Regions from separate parts of the Bos taurus genome. Here region 2 is linked to region 1. A link is a contact called in public Hi-C data. All regions are on one chromosome and are shown on one strand. The core of a region is the stretch at or near the end of the contact, and the rest is flanking DNA. Distances in the headings are between cores, read along the strand shown. Region 1 has its middle 29 kb from the start of TJP2. Region 2 overlaps TJP2 (tight junction protein 2).

Region 1 (2,700 bases), core at 29-2,528:
TTTATCTTTCCACTTAGAAAATACACAAATGTATGTGTTCCTGCTTTCTTAGATTAACAGCAAGACACCATATTCACCTTTACTCATCTTGCCAGCACTGTGTTCCTGACAAACTACTGTTCATCTTTTAAAAACTGTCCTGTCCTGTAGATGCAATCTAGTCACTTGAAATAACTTGTTGATAGGTACTCCCCAAAGTCTAAAGGGTAAAGAATCCGCCAGCAAAGCGGGAGACCTGGGTTCCATCCCGGGATTGGGAAGATCCTCTGGAGGAGGGCATGGCAACCCACTCCTTTATTCTTGTCTGGAGAATCCTTATGGACAGAGGAGCCTGGCCAGCTAGAGAAAACGAGGTCTTAAAGTCAGACAGGACTGAGCACGCGCGCGCACACACATACACAGTCTAAACGAAATGAACTTGAGTTTTACTTATTCCATTACTTCTGGCAAAGGTTTGTGTAAGGGAGGAGGGAAGGGGAGCTTGCCAATCGTAAGCAAATCTGTCTTAACTGAATGAAGGTATGATCTTCCCATGAATATTTTTTGTGTGTGTGGTAAAATACACATAAAAAATGACCGTTTAAACCATTAAGTTGTGCAACCAGCATTTTTCAGAGTTCCAAATTGAAACTCTTCACCCATTAAACAAGTCCCCAAAACCATCCCAGGACCTTTAACAAGACTAAATGAAGACGCACCTGCTCGCCAGTTGCAGGCTTGGGCACTAGGAGGATTCTGCCTTCCCATCTGAGCAGGGATTCCAGCGGAGACCAAGCTAGATCTCGGTTAACGCTCACGCCCTCACCTATTGTCCCAGCGGGAGGAACCGGTATTTCCGGACTGGGGCCTCAGACCCAGTGATCCCGGCTAAGAGTGAGGTTGGTGGAGGAGGGGAACGGAAGCTGATCATAAAAGTTAACTTTCCATCAAAATAATTAACCTGTTTTCCCATCCCCCTCCCAACAAAAACAAAGATCCACCCCCACCCCCCAACCCGCCGCCTCCAGCAAAAGTCGCCAATTGAACACCCACAATGGCCCCCAACCATCGTCCGGTGGTTTTTGAAAAAGTAGAAACGCTGACCAGTTCCTTGCCCACACCCAGGGAGAGGATCAAAAAGCCGAATCAGGTCAAGAATAAAGAAAGCAGCACAGCGAATTCCACTCGCCCTTGGGCGGGAAGAAAGCTCAGCGGTAGTTTTGCAGAGAAGAAAAAAGCCAGACCAGTGAGCGCGCGGGCTGGAGTGACCAGGCAGGCAGTCCCTGCGGCCGTAGCCCCTACCCCACCGCTGGGTGGCGTGTGTGAACCTCGCCCCCGGCTCGGTCCTTCCAGATACCCCAAAGTAAAGCTGCAAGAAACTGCGTTTCTCTGCCCCGGCTCGCACGCTTGGCACCCTTGGGGGCTCGAAGGAGACAGGCGATAGCCTCTGGCCACCCGAGTCCCCTCCGGGCCGCCGCTCTCTCCGGTCGCCCAACCCCCCTGCCCCCACCCTGGATTTTTTTTTTTTTTTTTCCTTTCTCCCAAACCTCCAAACAGGAAATAGCTTGAGTCACAATAATACACGGGAGCGGCGGCCGAGGCCACTCGCACCCGCCCATTCCCCGGGCCGCCTCCAGTACTCCGGCTCCGCCAGGCGCCGCCGGCGAAGCGCGGGGAGCGCAGGGGACATCGGCCCAGCCGCCGGCGTAGTGTCGAAGGCGCCCAAGCGCCGGCCAGATCCGCCTTCACTCTGACCCCGACCGCGCCAGCTTCGGCCGCCACCGGCTTCCAGGCGAGTACCCTCCTCCCTCTCCCTTCCGACCACCGAGCGCCCGCGGGCGTCCCGGCACGGCCCTCCGCGAGGCTGGAGGAGAGCCGCCCCCAGCGCCGCAGCCGCGCTCCGGCAGCGCCGGGACACCTTGCTCGGGTCTCGACTTCGGCTGGGGAGGGCTTTGCGGGGTTCTGGGGGGTGCTCTCTGGATTCATCGTGAGGGAGGAGGTGTGGGGTGGGTAGCGGGAGAAAACGCGAGCTGATGTCAGCCCACGTCCCTGTTGATTCGGAGTATACTTTCTTGGACAGTAACTTTTTTCTCCCTTTTCTGGGGATGCTTAACCGACTTTTGCCTCCCCGATTCCTCCAAGGGATGACAGTCACAGGGTTCTCCTGCGCAGTCGTCTAGAAGGAGCGGCTACAGGTGCCTGCGACCCACTTTCTTTCTCTACCTGGCCTGGAGTTCTCTCCTCAAGGGACGGGAAATGTTTCACTTTCTGTTGAGCTTCTCTTTAACCAGATTAAAAGGGCCTCTCAGTTTGTGTTGGAGCGGTCAACACTCGCAGCGTCCGGAGGAGGCTTTATGCAGGCCGAGGGAGGCGAGGGCTAGTTGAGAGCAGGTGCGGGCTGCCTGCGCAATCACCGCCGCACACCTGAGAGCCCGGGAGATGCTCGTTAGCCCGCGCAGCCCGGGAGCCCCGAGCTCCCACCTCCGCAGGATTTTAGAGAATTGTTTTCCCCACTTTCTGATGCATTTGTAAGGGAGGGGCCGAGTTCGTCAATGTGCTGCGCGTTGTCAGTCTTCAAGGGCTACATTGCAAGGTTCTTCTATAGGGATCTCGGTCAAAATTGAGTTGGACATCTTTGTGTTGGAGAAAGGCCACTGAATTCCAGGCATTCTTCGAGGTTGAGAAGGGTGTTTTCAAGACTGTTCTGAAGTCGGCTTGAGG
Region 2 (2,700 bases), core at 131-2,630, 56 kb after region 1:
CCTGATTAGATTATAGATTATAGTTTCTACTTATATTTCTGTTCCCCCATCATCTTGTGTGTGTGTGTGGGGAGGATGGGGGAGAGTTTGGGGGTATTGATAGTAGTGGTAAAAGACTATTGATAGATCTTTTGAAAATAAAATATTTGTTGGGTATTACAGGAAGCTCTTCTGACCCCAGGATGTCAAATTATACTATTAATCATGGCAAAAATCTCATGTCACATCCTTGAGTACAGTTGTTTACTGAATTTTACCCATATGCACATGTAAACACGGATTTCAGAGTTAATCAATGCAGTAATTATTATTTGTGTCATAGACTTTACTCAGCCGTATGAAATATATGCATTATGTTCACAAGAGAAAAATGATGTCGTCTTTGGAAACTTTAATTGTAGAATGCTTCATCTGACACCCTATATAAACACAGGACTAAATATATAGTTATGTTTTTATAGTTAGTGACAATATAGTTAGAAGTCAAGCGGCATTTAGAAGGAACATATGTAACACACTGTGGAAGAAAATTATTGGGATAGTCTTGCTGGTCATTAAAGCGTTGGACAGGACTGAGCGACTTTCACTAACAGTTATTAGGCTGTAATTAATAGGTAACGATTAGAATCCAGTTGTAGGTTTTGTTTTGTTGGCCACGGGGCATACAGGGTCTTAGTTCCCCTACCAGGGATCGAACCTGGGTCCCTTGCAGTTAAAGTGCAGTGTCCTAACCAGTGGACCACCAGGAGAGTCCCAGAATCCAGTTGTATCTTTGCCATTGTATATGTTAGAAAAAGCTTTGTTAGAGATGAGAGAATACCGCAGATACTCTAGGTTTTGTCACTTAGCTGAAGGTGAACTGGGGAAATAATGCATTCTAGTCATCAATAGGATTTAGTGAACTTCTCTTCTAGGACTTGTAGCTTCGTGAACCTTTGTTGTTCTGATAAAATAATGTTCCGTGTGTGGTTGTTTGTTTCCATTCACTGAGAGACATCCTAGGTTGTGGGGTTTCTTCTCTGCCTTCTTTTGCAGCGGGCATCTGAGAGGTTGCGTGTGCTGGGCTCAGCAATGGGGAGGAGGGATGATGTACCCATCAGGGGCTACCAGCCCATTCTCCATCCTCGGACGGCTGTCTCCAAATATATCTAGCAAAGCAGAATGAAGTTCTTTGAAGAAATAAGTATTAGCCAAACTAGCCATTTCTGCTTTCGAAAAGGATAGTTCAGAAGAAACTTCCTGGTGAGCTCATTTTTAGTTGCTCCCTTGTCCTTCTTCCCTCAGGCTGAATCAGTTACCTCCTGGCCTGTGATTGGTTAGTGTACACACACCAGTGTTTATTTGAGCCCTTATCACATCTGCCTTATGCCAGTCATTTCCTGTCAGCCATGAGCCCCTCCCTGGTCTGCGTCATCCCAGACACTGACGGGTCACCACGCACATTCACTGAAGTACTGACCACATTTTACTGACTTGATTTGGGGAAGCCTTATTGAATAAAATAGTAAGAATGAAAGACTCATTGAGAACTTAGAAAAGTGGATTCCTAGATTCCTGACATTGATAGAGTGACTGGATGATAGTTTGCCCATAAGAAAAAAATAATGTAGAATTTTTATTAATATACAGATCCTTTCTTCGATGGTGTATAAGCTGTACTAAGAATTAGCTTGGTGACTTTAGCTAAGGCATGTAATTCTATTAATAATTGTCAGTTACTTTCTGGGGATAACTATACTTGATCATCTCTGAAGTCTCATACTGTGCTTAAGATTCTCAGTGTCCAGTGTAAAGCTAGAGAACATTCTAAATTTCTGTTGGTTCTTGTCACCTTGAAGTGCTTTCATACTCCTTAGACAAATTGTGTGTGTTTTCTTTCTCTTTGTTTTCTCTTTGAAGATGAGATTCAGTGCAGTCTGTCTGCAAAGCAGTGTTTTAAGAGTGGCTGTCTTGTTTAGCTCATGAAGTGATGGAAAGATCTATTATTCAGTTGCAGCTTAAATAATGTACCAGCTCAGTAGGTACTGAATTCTCTTCCTCACTCTGCAGCCCCAAGTCAGCAGCTGCAACCATCTCACAGAACTTCTTGAGAGTTCTTTTTCCTTCCTCTTCCTTTTCCCCTCCACCCTTCCCAATGAAAGCTGAATCCTGAGAGCCTCCAGTACCCACTCCCTTCCCTATGGAATCCTCTCCCAGGAGCCACGATGCCTGTAGCATGGGCACAGAAGGTAAGGCAGGCCTGTCACTAGGAGCCCTTTCTGATTTGTTCTTCACCAGTGTACTGGAGACGGCCTCCTGGTGACTGTTGCAAGACCTCTTTCACTGTTACTGACTGACATGAAGTCACTCTCCGGCAGCCACATTTCATAGATGCCTCAGGCACATGGGATTTTTTCTGCCTAACTTCAGGGAGAGCACTTCGCCTGCCTTGGTCGGGTCTGTTTAGTGTCTGGGTGAGTTTTAAGAGGGGAGAGAGATTTGTGGCATCTCAGACATGCATTGAAATTTTCCAGAAATGCAACTGGAAGCATTTGTGCTTTTCCTTCTGTTACTGTGAAGAGTCTAAAAACAGGCAAGTGGCAATATGTTGAAATCAAGAGGTAATGAGTTCACTTTGAACATCAGTGTTTTTTCAGATTTTAATCAGAGGCCGAGAAGGAAATGGCAACCCACTCCAGTATTCTTGACTAGAGAATCTTG

Evidence for each region. A called contact is a pair of places that touch in the nucleus more often than the background predicts.
Region 2: a contact with region 1 is called in a Hi-C map of liver, with 1.9 times the contacts expected there. A contact is called at or near these places in 2 of 11 Hi-C or Micro-C datasets (liver and skeletal muscle).

The regions. Positions count from the first base shown.
Region 1 is chr8:45,283,948-45,286,647 of ARS-UCD2.0, forward strand. No RefSeq gene overlaps it. Among named protein-coding and RNA genes, the nearest start is that of TJP2, 29 kb to the right of the region's middle.
Region 2 is chr8:45,340,166-45,342,865 of ARS-UCD2.0, forward strand. All of the region lies in intron 1 of TJP2 (tight junction protein 2), which reads left to right. Among named protein-coding and RNA genes, the nearest start is that of TJP2, 27 kb to the left of the region's middle.